Regions from separate parts of the Neogale vison genome. Here region 1 is linked to region 2. The links are chromatin contacts, called in public Hi-C maps. All regions are on one chromosome and are shown on one strand. The core of a region is the stretch at or near the end of the contact, and the rest is flanking DNA. Distances in the headings are between cores, read along the strand shown.

Region 1 (5,382 bases), core at 228-2,727, 200 kb after region 2:
CTCACCCTACGATCCCTCCTAAGCTCCCTCCCGACAGTGGCCCCGGCACTCGTCCCGTTAGGCTGCGGACAGGAGCTGACACACTGTGGTCGGGGCCCGGCACGCCAGTAGCCGGCAAATCACGTGCCCCTGTCAGGCTCCGCCACCCTGGCGTCGGTCCTCACCTGGAGAGAATCATCGGCCAATCCGGCGCCCGCAGGCTCCCTGGGGCGGGGCTCAAGTCCGAATCGCTGACGCTGGCTCGCGAAGGTGGGAGAAACCGAAGCCTGAAGATCGCAAGCTCCCAAGTTCCCTCACGCTGTGGAGGTTGGTTGCCTCGTTGCTAGGCAACTCCTCGGGCTGGGGGCGGGGTTAATAAAATGCAGGACTTTTTTTCATACTCTCGCGAGAGTGGACGACACGGACGTCTGGAGGGGATGTGACATTTTGGTGACGGAAACCTTGTGGAGGTTAACGCTTTCCTCCCTGAATCTCAGAGAACCTTATTACAGCCATAAATTGGAACGGGATCTTTAGAAGGTGGTGCGTTGCTAACGTGAGCCACCACCGTACTTGAGCTGATGACACCTTAGCTGTTTGCATCCTACGCATCGGCCAGACACTGTAGTCTAAGAAAATCAACTACTCTTTCATCCCGGACACATCCGCATACTCCAGTGGTCTTCTACTCGTCGCCGTTATCCTCGCTCCTACCTCCTATGCTATACCATCTGTTCGGGTAGTTTCGAAAAACCAAAAAAGGAACATAGCTTCAGCAAAAAATTGGATCACAAAAGGGGTCAAAAGAGGCAAAGCTTCCATATAACTTAGAGGTAGACATAGGCTGTTATAGTAGAGGTGAGACTGCATATTTACAGCGAACTTCTCACGTGGCCCCCAGGCCCTTCTGATGATGCTTGATTCTGCTGATAAACCCACTCCATGCAGGCGTGCTTCTTCGGATCCAGGATGGAAAGAGAACAAGGAATGTGGATTTCTTGGAAAAGGGAAATTGAGGAATGTTTTTATGCCTCCTTCAGCTGGGGATTAAATCCATCCTTCAGAACAGCTCCACTGGTGTCTCCTTCTGGAGCTTTTTACAACTCCCAGCGTGTTGCGTTATGGTTGCCTTATCTGCCCCAGAACAACTGCCTTTATCCATTCGGCAGGTTTGTATTGAGCACTTCTATGGGAGGCAGAGTCCTTGGTTCTAGGGACACAGGGTTGGAAAAAGTCACATAGTCTAGCATTATCACGTGGCTGTGAAATTCAATGGTTATGGACCTTTTACTCCCGACCCTCTGTCCCGATGACAGTACTTGCAACACTAAAGTCAAGAATGGAGTCGTCTTCCTATCAGTACACCCAGGGCCTGAACTGGAATCCTGATGACACACGTTAGTCCGCTTCCCTCCTCCTCCTTATACTGCTACCACCCAAATGTAGCAATTGCCCTAGGCCCAGATGCTGACCTCATACTGCGCTTTCTGATGTGGCAAATGGGCCTTTTCAAGTTACGGCGTCAAGGTGGCAAGGCCAGTCTGGTTTCCTTAACCTCAATGAGTCAATGTTTGCTGCAGCCATGAGCCTGGTCACGAGTGTCTGGTTGTTTGGGCAGGTCTTTTGACTCACTGGCCATTCCTGGGATTCGTTTGCGTTCTGAACGATGACTCTATTTTTGCCGTGTAATTTGGAAGCCCCAAGTTAATAACTTCCGACGTAACGCAAGGTTACATTCCGATGTATCAGATTCAGGACTCCTTCCTCCGCCCTCTTTCCTTGAGCATATATGCTGCCAACGCACAAGGCACCGCACTTACTCTACAGGTAGCAAAGCCACTGGTACTTTAGGAATACGGATAAATCTTCATCCTTTGGCTCCCTAGGGTTGGCCGCAGTGAGTTAGTTGTCACTTTAAGAGAGTTCGCGCTCCTTAAAGCCCTAAAGCTTACGCTACCGGAAAGTATCGCGAGATCTGTGGCCACCAGCGATTTCTCGCGATGTTTGGCCCGGCAAAGGGTGGCCATTTTGGAGTCCATCCGGCGGCAGGTTGCCCCGGCGGCGTTGGCCGACCTGCTGCCGGGACCAAAGCTGGCCCCACGGTTGTGGGGCCTGTGGGCAGCTGGACCGACACGATGTGGCGGCTCCGCTGCAAGGCCAAGGATGGCACCCATGTTTTGCAGGGGTTGTCTAGCCGGACCCGAGTGCGGGAACTCCAGAGCCAAATTGCCGCCATCACCGGGATCGCCCCCGGCTGTCAGCGAATCCTCGTCGGATACCCGCCCGAATGCCTGGACCTCAGCAACGAGGATACCATTCTTGGGGACTTGCCCATCCAGTCAGGTAAGGCAATTGAGCCCGGGGCCAGGGAAAGCCCTGGGAGGACGAAGAGGGGCGTGGGGGAGAACAGAGAACTGGTCTGTGGGTCATTTGGGGGGTTTGAGAACAGGGCTAAAGATAGGTTAAATAACGGAGAACTCTGACGGAGGCCGGGCAAGTGGCTAGCAAGTCCTCGACTTTATATATGATTGGAAGAGAGAGCGAGGACCCAACCTATATGAGAAGCCCAAAGCCTCGGAGCCCCCCTTTCTTCAGTCTACCTTGAAAACGTCCCATTCATTTTGCTTTTCCTTCTGCATCCACAAAAGTAAAAAAAAGAAAAGAAAAGAAAAAGAAAAATGAGATCTATCTTCTGTGTCCTGGTGGCTCTTTCCCCCATAATCTGGAAGAAGATAGCAGGCTGAAGTGTTCAGGACACTTTTCTTTTTTTGCTTCCCCGGCTGTTTTTTTTTTTTGTTTTGTTTTTTTTTGCAATCACCTTCACGTATACTTCGATAAACAGGTATACTCATTTTAGAGTATGGTTTTACACATCCACTGGAGGCCCTTTCAGATTCTGAACAGTAGCAGTTATTTCTGTGCAGTATTAAAACTTGAATAGCAATATTGATCATTAAACACTTTTCTGCTGTTGTGTCAAAGATCCTGTAAACACTAAACAGGGTGGCTATGGTTAAGTTTCAGAAGAACGAGAACCCCCTAGTGGTCTAGTCTAGGGTAAACACTTTTTGGAAGATTGGGCTTTCAGAATGCAGAGAGGAAGCATTAAGGAAATTTTGTTCTTGAAATGCATCTTTTTAAGTAAGCATAAAGGTGGGCTCCTTCACTGAATTGGAATGCAGCCAAAGATGTTTTTCTTCTTCGTTCTGTTTTCATCTTTATGGAGAAGGAGTGAACAAGAAGTGTTACTGGTTGCCTGTTTGCCTGTTCATATTCTCCTGAGTAACCCAGTTTATACTTCAGCTCCTTCTGTTTGTAACTTAAAGACTTGGCTAGTGAACAACCATTTTCATCAGTAATTTCTCTGCAGTTCTGGATTTGTTTTATTTTTAACAGGCGATATGCTCATCGTTGAAGAAGACCAAACCAGGCCCAAAACGTCACCTGCATTTACAAAACATGGTGCTCCTAGTTACGTCAGGGAAACTTTGCCTGTGCTTAACAGAACTGTGGTCCCAGCAGACAACTCTTGCCTCTTTACCAGTGTATACTATGTTGTAGAAGGTGGAGTCTTGAATCCAGCTTGTGCCCCTGAGATGAGACGCCTCATAGCACAAATTGTAGCAAGTGATCCAGACTTTTATAGTGAGGCAATCCTGGGAAAAACAAATCAAGAGTACTGTGACTGGATCAAAAGAGATGATACTTGGGGAGGAGCTATTGAGATATCAATTTTGTCTAAATTTTATCAGTGTGAAATATGTGTAGTGGATACACAGACAGTAAGAATTGATCGTTTTGGGGAAGATGCAGGATATACCAAAAGGGTCCTGCTTATATATGATGGCATCCACTATGATCCACTACAGCGTAACTTCCCTGACCCAGACACCCCACCTCTGACCATTTTCTCTTCTAATGATGATATTGTTCTTGTACAAGCACTGGAATTAGCAGATGAAGCTAGAAGAAAGAGACAATTTACTGATGTAAACCGCTTCACCCTGAGATGCATGGTATGTCAGAAGGGATTAACTGGACAAGCAGAAGCAAGGGACCATGCCAAGGAAACAGGCCATACCAACTTCGGAGAAGTGTGATCTATGCATGATGAGGATTGCCGCCAACTACCTCACAGATCCAGAAGGCTCTGGGTTTTCCAATAAGCTATTCGTAACCGTAAAGAACAAAAGGACACAATGCTTGAACCGTCTTTTTAACTTAAAACCACTAAGACACTGAAATTCCTTGTTAAGATTAAAATTAGTGTGCAAGTTTACAGATGTGTCTACAGTGGTGATACATGCCCTTTCTCTACTTGGGTCACAGAATAGGTGGTCCTTGCTACCTACTGACACTAACCTGAAGATTGGAATTTTAGTACTGTAAACTAGCACCCAGCAGCATTAACCTGTAGAAGAAAATAACTTCATATTTTGAGTAACGCGGAAGGCCTCACTAGAGGCCACTGGACATTAACCATGATGTCTCCATAATTGAGTCCTTTTAAAAACTCTGATTGAGTTAATAGTTTCTAAATTATGAATTGATTCCTCGAATGAAGATACTCAGAATTGTCAAAACCGATTTTATATTACAATTTGGTAGACTTTATAAGTATGTGCTTAACCAGTTATAAGTACATTACAAGCAATTTTTACAGGGATGAGTGTGTTCCCTTGAGAATGTTACCTAAGGAACTGACAGTGCCCAATTTAGGATTTCTAGTGTATAAAATTAGAATGTATGAGGGAAAAGGTGCCTGAGCAGCTTACTAAAGCTTTAAAAGACCGTTGGCCTCATGTTTTAACGCAACTCATTTATTGATGTTTGTCTCGTTAGATAAAACATTTAAATTAAGCAGGGTATTTATTTTTTAATGCAAGTTTCTTGAAATCGAGTGCTTGATTTTTGTTTTTTTACATAAAGATTTGTCTAGGGGGGATTAACTTTCCTCAGCTTTTTTCTCAACACCTAAAAAACAGCCTTCGTCTAGAGTGATAATGCTGTGCTTTGATTTGGTTTTTGTGAGATCTTTTGCTCAACTAAACAGTATTTTTTTCCATGTTAGCCTTATCTGGCCACTAATGCTCTTTTGAATAATTTCACATTTCTGACAATTAGCACTTTGCTTATCTACAATCTTTTACTTTGGCTTTTGAACAGTTTTAAAGTAATTTGGATAATAGCATTGAATTTATTTCACTCCCAAAATACAACAGTTTTTAAATCCTTGCCTTATTCAGCTTTTTTGGAATTCTGCTTCTTCCTAATATTAGATATGTAGTCATTTGCTTGGTGGGCTAAACTGCAAGGCACACACTCTAAAATTAGCTTCACTATGAGATCTTCCAGATAAAAGTTTTCTACCTCTTTTCTTAATTCTTCCGAAGATCAGGGATG
Region 2 (5,094 bases), core at 50-2,549:
TTTCAGGAGTTATTTTCTCTATTAGTTCAAAGCCCAAACTTGTTAATGAAGAAGCAGAATCTATTCTGGGGAGGAATGTCAATTAGCTGCAGCGGGAAATGCCAGGTATACATACCCTGGGATTTCATAATGCTTGAAAACTATCAATTACCACTCATGCTGAAGAGGGATAAAAGTAAGCTAAGCAGATACATTCCATTCCCATAATGTATATATACAAAAATGAAGAGCTTACGGTTACAAAATTCTGCCACCTCTGACCATTTATTGTTGAGACAGACCACGGAGTCTGCCTTGCCAGGAACCTTTACAAAGCCTTCTTTACATTTGTATGTTACTGTGAATTTTTCAGGAAAACTCTGTTGGTCACCCACACTTTGTATGGCATTAGGTAGCTCTGGGGGAAAGCTGCAGTCACCTAGGGAGGGGAATAAAAGAAAAGAAAAGCAGAACTGAAGGAAATGACACTTTTCAGCTCAGAGCAACATTCTTTTTGCAAGAGGGGGGAGGGAAGGAGCCAAAGGCTTCTGAGGCACAGGTAACAGTTCCATCCAGTGGCTGAACCGACATGCCGACGACTTGCTAGGCGCCTGTCTTGTCAATTAATTCAGTATTAAAATAAGGAATCAACCTTTTTCTTTCAATATTAAAAAAAAAAAGCGGTTTAGAATTGATCCTGTTACTAAGCGCACAATACAGACAGACGCCCCCGGGGAACGTCACACCTGGAAAAGAAGACGGGCTGACGTGCCGCGTCCCCAGCAGCCCACAAGTGGACTCCGTTTAAGAGGCGACAGAGGTCAGCTGTGGCCTCCCACTGCTAAAGAGATGTTGGGGGACTGAGAATTCACTCTTCGAGTCCAGCCCTTTGGCTTCCCCAGGTGTGCCTGCTCCGCCAACTCAGCCCGCGCTTCCTCAACGGTCCCCCCTCACTCCCGAAGTCACGCCCGCTGGAGTCCGGCACAGCAAGACCCCAAACTGCAGGTTAGCAGCGGAGATCCCGTCCCTGTCCCCAAGGGATCGTGCTAGTAGGCGCTCTGAGCCGTAGGGGTGGAGGATTACGGGAACAATTTACCCATGTCCACATTCCTCACCTCCCCAGGTCCCCAGACTTCTCTGTTGTCACGGAGACGGATCCCGCCCCTCCCACCCAGCCTCAGGGTTCCCCCAGCGGGGCTGGACCCCCCAGCCCCCACTCACCCTGCGCCGTAGGCGGACACAGCAGCAGCGGCAGCAGCGGCAGCAGCAGCAGCGGCGGGGCGCTCAGCCCGCCGAGGAGGCACATGGCGCGCGGGGACCGGGACGGGAGTTAAGTGGAAGCTCGCTCCAGCAAGCAGCGGTAAGTAGCAGCAGCGCCTAGCTGTTCCGCCAGGCGGGTTAAATTAGCGCCTGGGCGGGGCTGGGGCTGTGAATCACAAAGGGTGGGGCGAGGAGACGGGCGGAGGAGCGTGTGCCGGCACCAGGTGCCGCGCAGCGCGAGCGCCGGGGAGGGGTGCTCTCGCGGTCGCCTCCCCTAGAGACCCTGGACTGGGGACCGGGGATAATGGGCCGGGAGTGGGGCTCCCCCGCCGGTCGCCTGGACTCTCTTTCTCTCTTTGCTAGGGCGGGGCCTGCGAAGAGCTCCCATCTGGACGTGTAAATATCTGCTTTCCAAGTAAACAGAACGCTGGGGGGAACCGAGGAGAGGGGCGTGGCTCAAGAGGGAAGGGCTTTGCTGCCAGGAAATCTGCATTAGGTTAAGAGGTAATTCAGCGCTCCTGAGTGCTGCCGGGCTGAGCAGAAAGTGCCTGAGCAGAGAGTGCGGTGGGTTCCCAAGTGCCCCTGGAAACATAAAGAGTGCCCACTCAGGGACCTTCAGCTGCCTTCAACTGGAGGTCTGTCAGATGCCAACAAGGGATAGGAAAAAATAACAGTGTTGTCTCCTAGCACACCCGGTAATCTGAAAACAGCAAGTGGGAAATGGCCCAAGAAAACAGGTCAAGCAATACAGCAAGGAGTGACCATTGGGTGGGAATCACTTTCCTCGCCAGGATACTCCTTATTCAGGGAGGACAGCTCATGCATTCCGCTTTGGGACTATTCTGGTCAGACTGCCGGGAGAGACGCACTGTCCTGTGGAGTGTGCCTGTGTGATGGGAGTTGAGAAAAATGCCAAAACAAAAACCAAGCGCCAGAAAACTAAATGATAGGGTGGTGGTTTTAAGAGGAAGGTTTGTTAAGTATATTCCAGTGGTTTGCAAGACTAGCCACACATTAGAGTTACACGGGGGAGCTTTAAAAAAAAAAAAAAAAAAATCCAGAGGCTCAAGCTACACCTCAGACGAGTTAGATTAGAATCTCTGGGGATGGGAAGGGGGCAGCAGGATTATTTAAAGAATTCCAGGTGATTACATTGGGCAGCACAAATCTATATGAGGCTGGTCAGAGTAAAGGTCTCCCTTCCCACCCACCTGGGACTGGCTCTGTCCCTGTCAGAAACATGAAAGGACATTTATGGAGAGTAACCCCAAGAACATTTCCCTTTAGTAATTCACCTGAGTCTGGCTAGCGGAGTCTATCCTCAGTTTCCTATCCACTGGAATACCTTCCCTGGTTCAATGAAATCCTTGACTTGGAAATGCATCTTGGTCCATGGGTCAGATGTGGGGTATTTGTGGCATCTAGTCTTGATATTCTTTCCTAAATGTTTTTGATCACTCTTTTTCAGTTAGTAAGAGCTTTATAAGAAGGAAAATAACAGTTTTCTCTGTTTCTCTGGCTCATGTTTACTGTAGCAAAATGAATAAACCTTGTATTACTGAGTGCTGGAACCAATTGTACAGGGATTCCAGGAAAGGAACTCTTATAGGTTTTCATGGAAACCTATCAGTATTAACACATTCTAGAGTTTAGAAGTTGAGTAGAGGGACTTTTAAAATGATATAGTCTTGGGGCACCTGGGTGACTCAGTGGCTTAAAGCCTCTGCCTTCATCTCAGGTCGTGATCTCAGGGTCCTGGGATCGAGCCCCATGTCGGGCTCTCTGCTTGGCGGGGAGCCTGCTTCCTCTTCTCTCTCTCTGCCTGCCTCTCAGCCTACTTGTGATCTCTGTCTGTCAAATCTATAAATAAAATCTTTAAAAATAAATAAATAAAATAAAATGATATAGTCTTGGGCCGCCTGCATGGCTCAGTCAGTTAAGCATCTGCCTTCAGCTCAGGTCAGGATCTCAGGGTCCTGGGCTCCTGCATCAGGCTCCCTGCTCAGCGGGGAGTGTGCTTCTCCCTCTCCCTCTTGTGCTCTCTCTCTCACTCTCTCTCAAATAAATAAATAAAATCTTTTAAAAAAATAAAAAATAAAATTATCTAGCATGATCCTCTTATTTTATTTTAAAACACTTTGCTTTTACTTCCATATGTGATATAAAAAAACACAAAGTATATCAGGGCCCAGCAGTGTTTTAGAATTGATACCAGATCTTTGTTTATTCTCCCATGAATTCATCCACCATTCCTTTCTGTTCCACCATTATAGGCCGGCAATCTTTATTCCTGCTTGAGGTCAGAGAATTGGTGTGAAAGGCAAGGTGGCATTATGGAAAAGAGCTGAAGGTCAAGGCCAGTTATGGAGCTGTTGGAAGACTTAACATCAAGGCCCATTATAGCTCTCTGTTTATTAAGTGATTTTAAGTAATACCTTTTTATTCAGGAAAACAATGAGCTCTGGATAGTGTTTTTAAAAAAAGATCTCTAGCACCCAGTTTAGCTACACTAAGTGCTCTACACATTCACCTTCTCAAATATTTTGTTCTTTAAAATTTTTTTAAAAAAAGGAACTTTTCCGAGAATAACTGGGTGGGACTCTTTAGTCATACTATGACCACCACCCCCCCCCACCAAAAAAAATTTCAACATTCTAGGAGTAAAGGGAAAGAAAGAAATCCACTACCATTTACTCAATTTAGAAAAAAGATCTGTGACAAAATTCTATGCATTAAGAAAAAAGAAATATGCAAGTCTGTAACTTGCTGAGAATTATTTTAAATAATGGCTTCAATGTGTGGTGTTCTACTCATTTCATACACATGACACCATGTCACCAACACCATTTCACCAAGTGGAGATAATTGCTCACATTTTACAGATGAGGAAAAAAACTGAAAAGCTAAGTAATTTTCCAAAATCCATGCAGCTAATAAGTGACCCAAGCCCGAATCTATACCAAGTTCGTCTGATTTCAAAATCTGTACTTCTCTATCTCTACACCACTAAGTTCTTTTCATTGGATCCGCTTGGCGAAGGTTTCTTCGCAAGGACACAGAATTCAGTACTTTGGGGGCTGCTTTGGGAACGCAGCTGCTTCTGGTGTCAGCCGTTGACCCAAGTCTTCCATCCTTGATCTTCCAAAAGCGAGCTGTGTGTTCTCATTGAGTTACTCTACCCCTTAAAGCCTCATTCTTACACTGACTAAGCAAGAATATGGGACTGAAAGAGCCTCTATAGAGCCTTCCAATTCCAACACAATAAGTTTATGTAATTAGGTCAAAAATATTTTTTAAGATAGCAGATAAGTGTATGACTTTGGCAGAAGTAAAGGAACATGGCTCCCACCCTGTCTCAGGAACCATACAACGACTAAATCAGAGACTTTGCATGAACTGGGAAGCACACTGTATTCAGAGGCATGTTAAGAATGTGCCAATACTTGTGTCCAAGAATCTATAATCTACTAGGGAGGTTTTATGTGATCACTGAGGTGAGAATGCCATAGCCAATGTAGGGCGGGGGGTCAAAAAGAAAGAGAAGACCATGGTTATTGGGGTGGAGGAGGATAAGGGCCCAGGGATTCAGCTAACTGTGATGAATGAACACCAGTGCAAAGGGAGAAAATATGAAAGGTGATAAGAATGAGCACATACTTGCAGTCAGGAAAAGATTAGTTGATGCCAAGAATAGTTAGAGGCTTAAGGAAGAACGTCGGGGAGCTCACTAGAGCAGTGGAAGAGGCTGAGAGGAAGTCTGCCAAGAGGTGTAAGAGCTTTAAACGTGAGGCTTCGTCCTTTTCTGCGCCCGGAAGCACAGAGGGACTGTAGACGATGTCAAGCAGGGAAGTCCAA

Evidence for each region. A called contact is a pair of places that touch in the nucleus more often than the background predicts.
Region 1: a contact with region 2 is called in a Hi-C map of fibroblasts, with 5 times the contacts expected there. The contact joins the promoter of YOD1 here to the promoter of CD55 in region 2. A contact is called at or near these places in 2 of 3 Hi-C or Micro-C datasets (fibroblasts and muscle).

The regions. Positions count from the first base shown.
Region 1 is chr10:65,970,859-65,976,240 of ASM_NN_V1, forward strand. It overlaps YOD1 (ubiquitin thioesterase OTU1), which reads left to right and starts at 1,478. Exons shown (of 2, transcript XM_044267524.1): 1 at 1,478-2,322; 2 at 3,376-5,382. The coding sequence starts at 1,980. The coding sequence ends at 4,079. It overlaps PFKFB2 (6-phosphofructo-2-kinase/fructose-2,6-bisphosphatase 2), which reads right to left and starts at 756. Exons shown (of 16, transcript XM_044267520.1): 1 at 165-756.
Region 2 is chr10:65,775,166-65,780,259 of ASM_NN_V1, forward strand. CD55 (complement decay-accelerating factor) reads right to left here and starts at 1,300. Exons shown (of 10, transcript XM_044267516.1): 1 at 1,201-1,300; 2 at 236-418. The coding sequence starts at 1,285.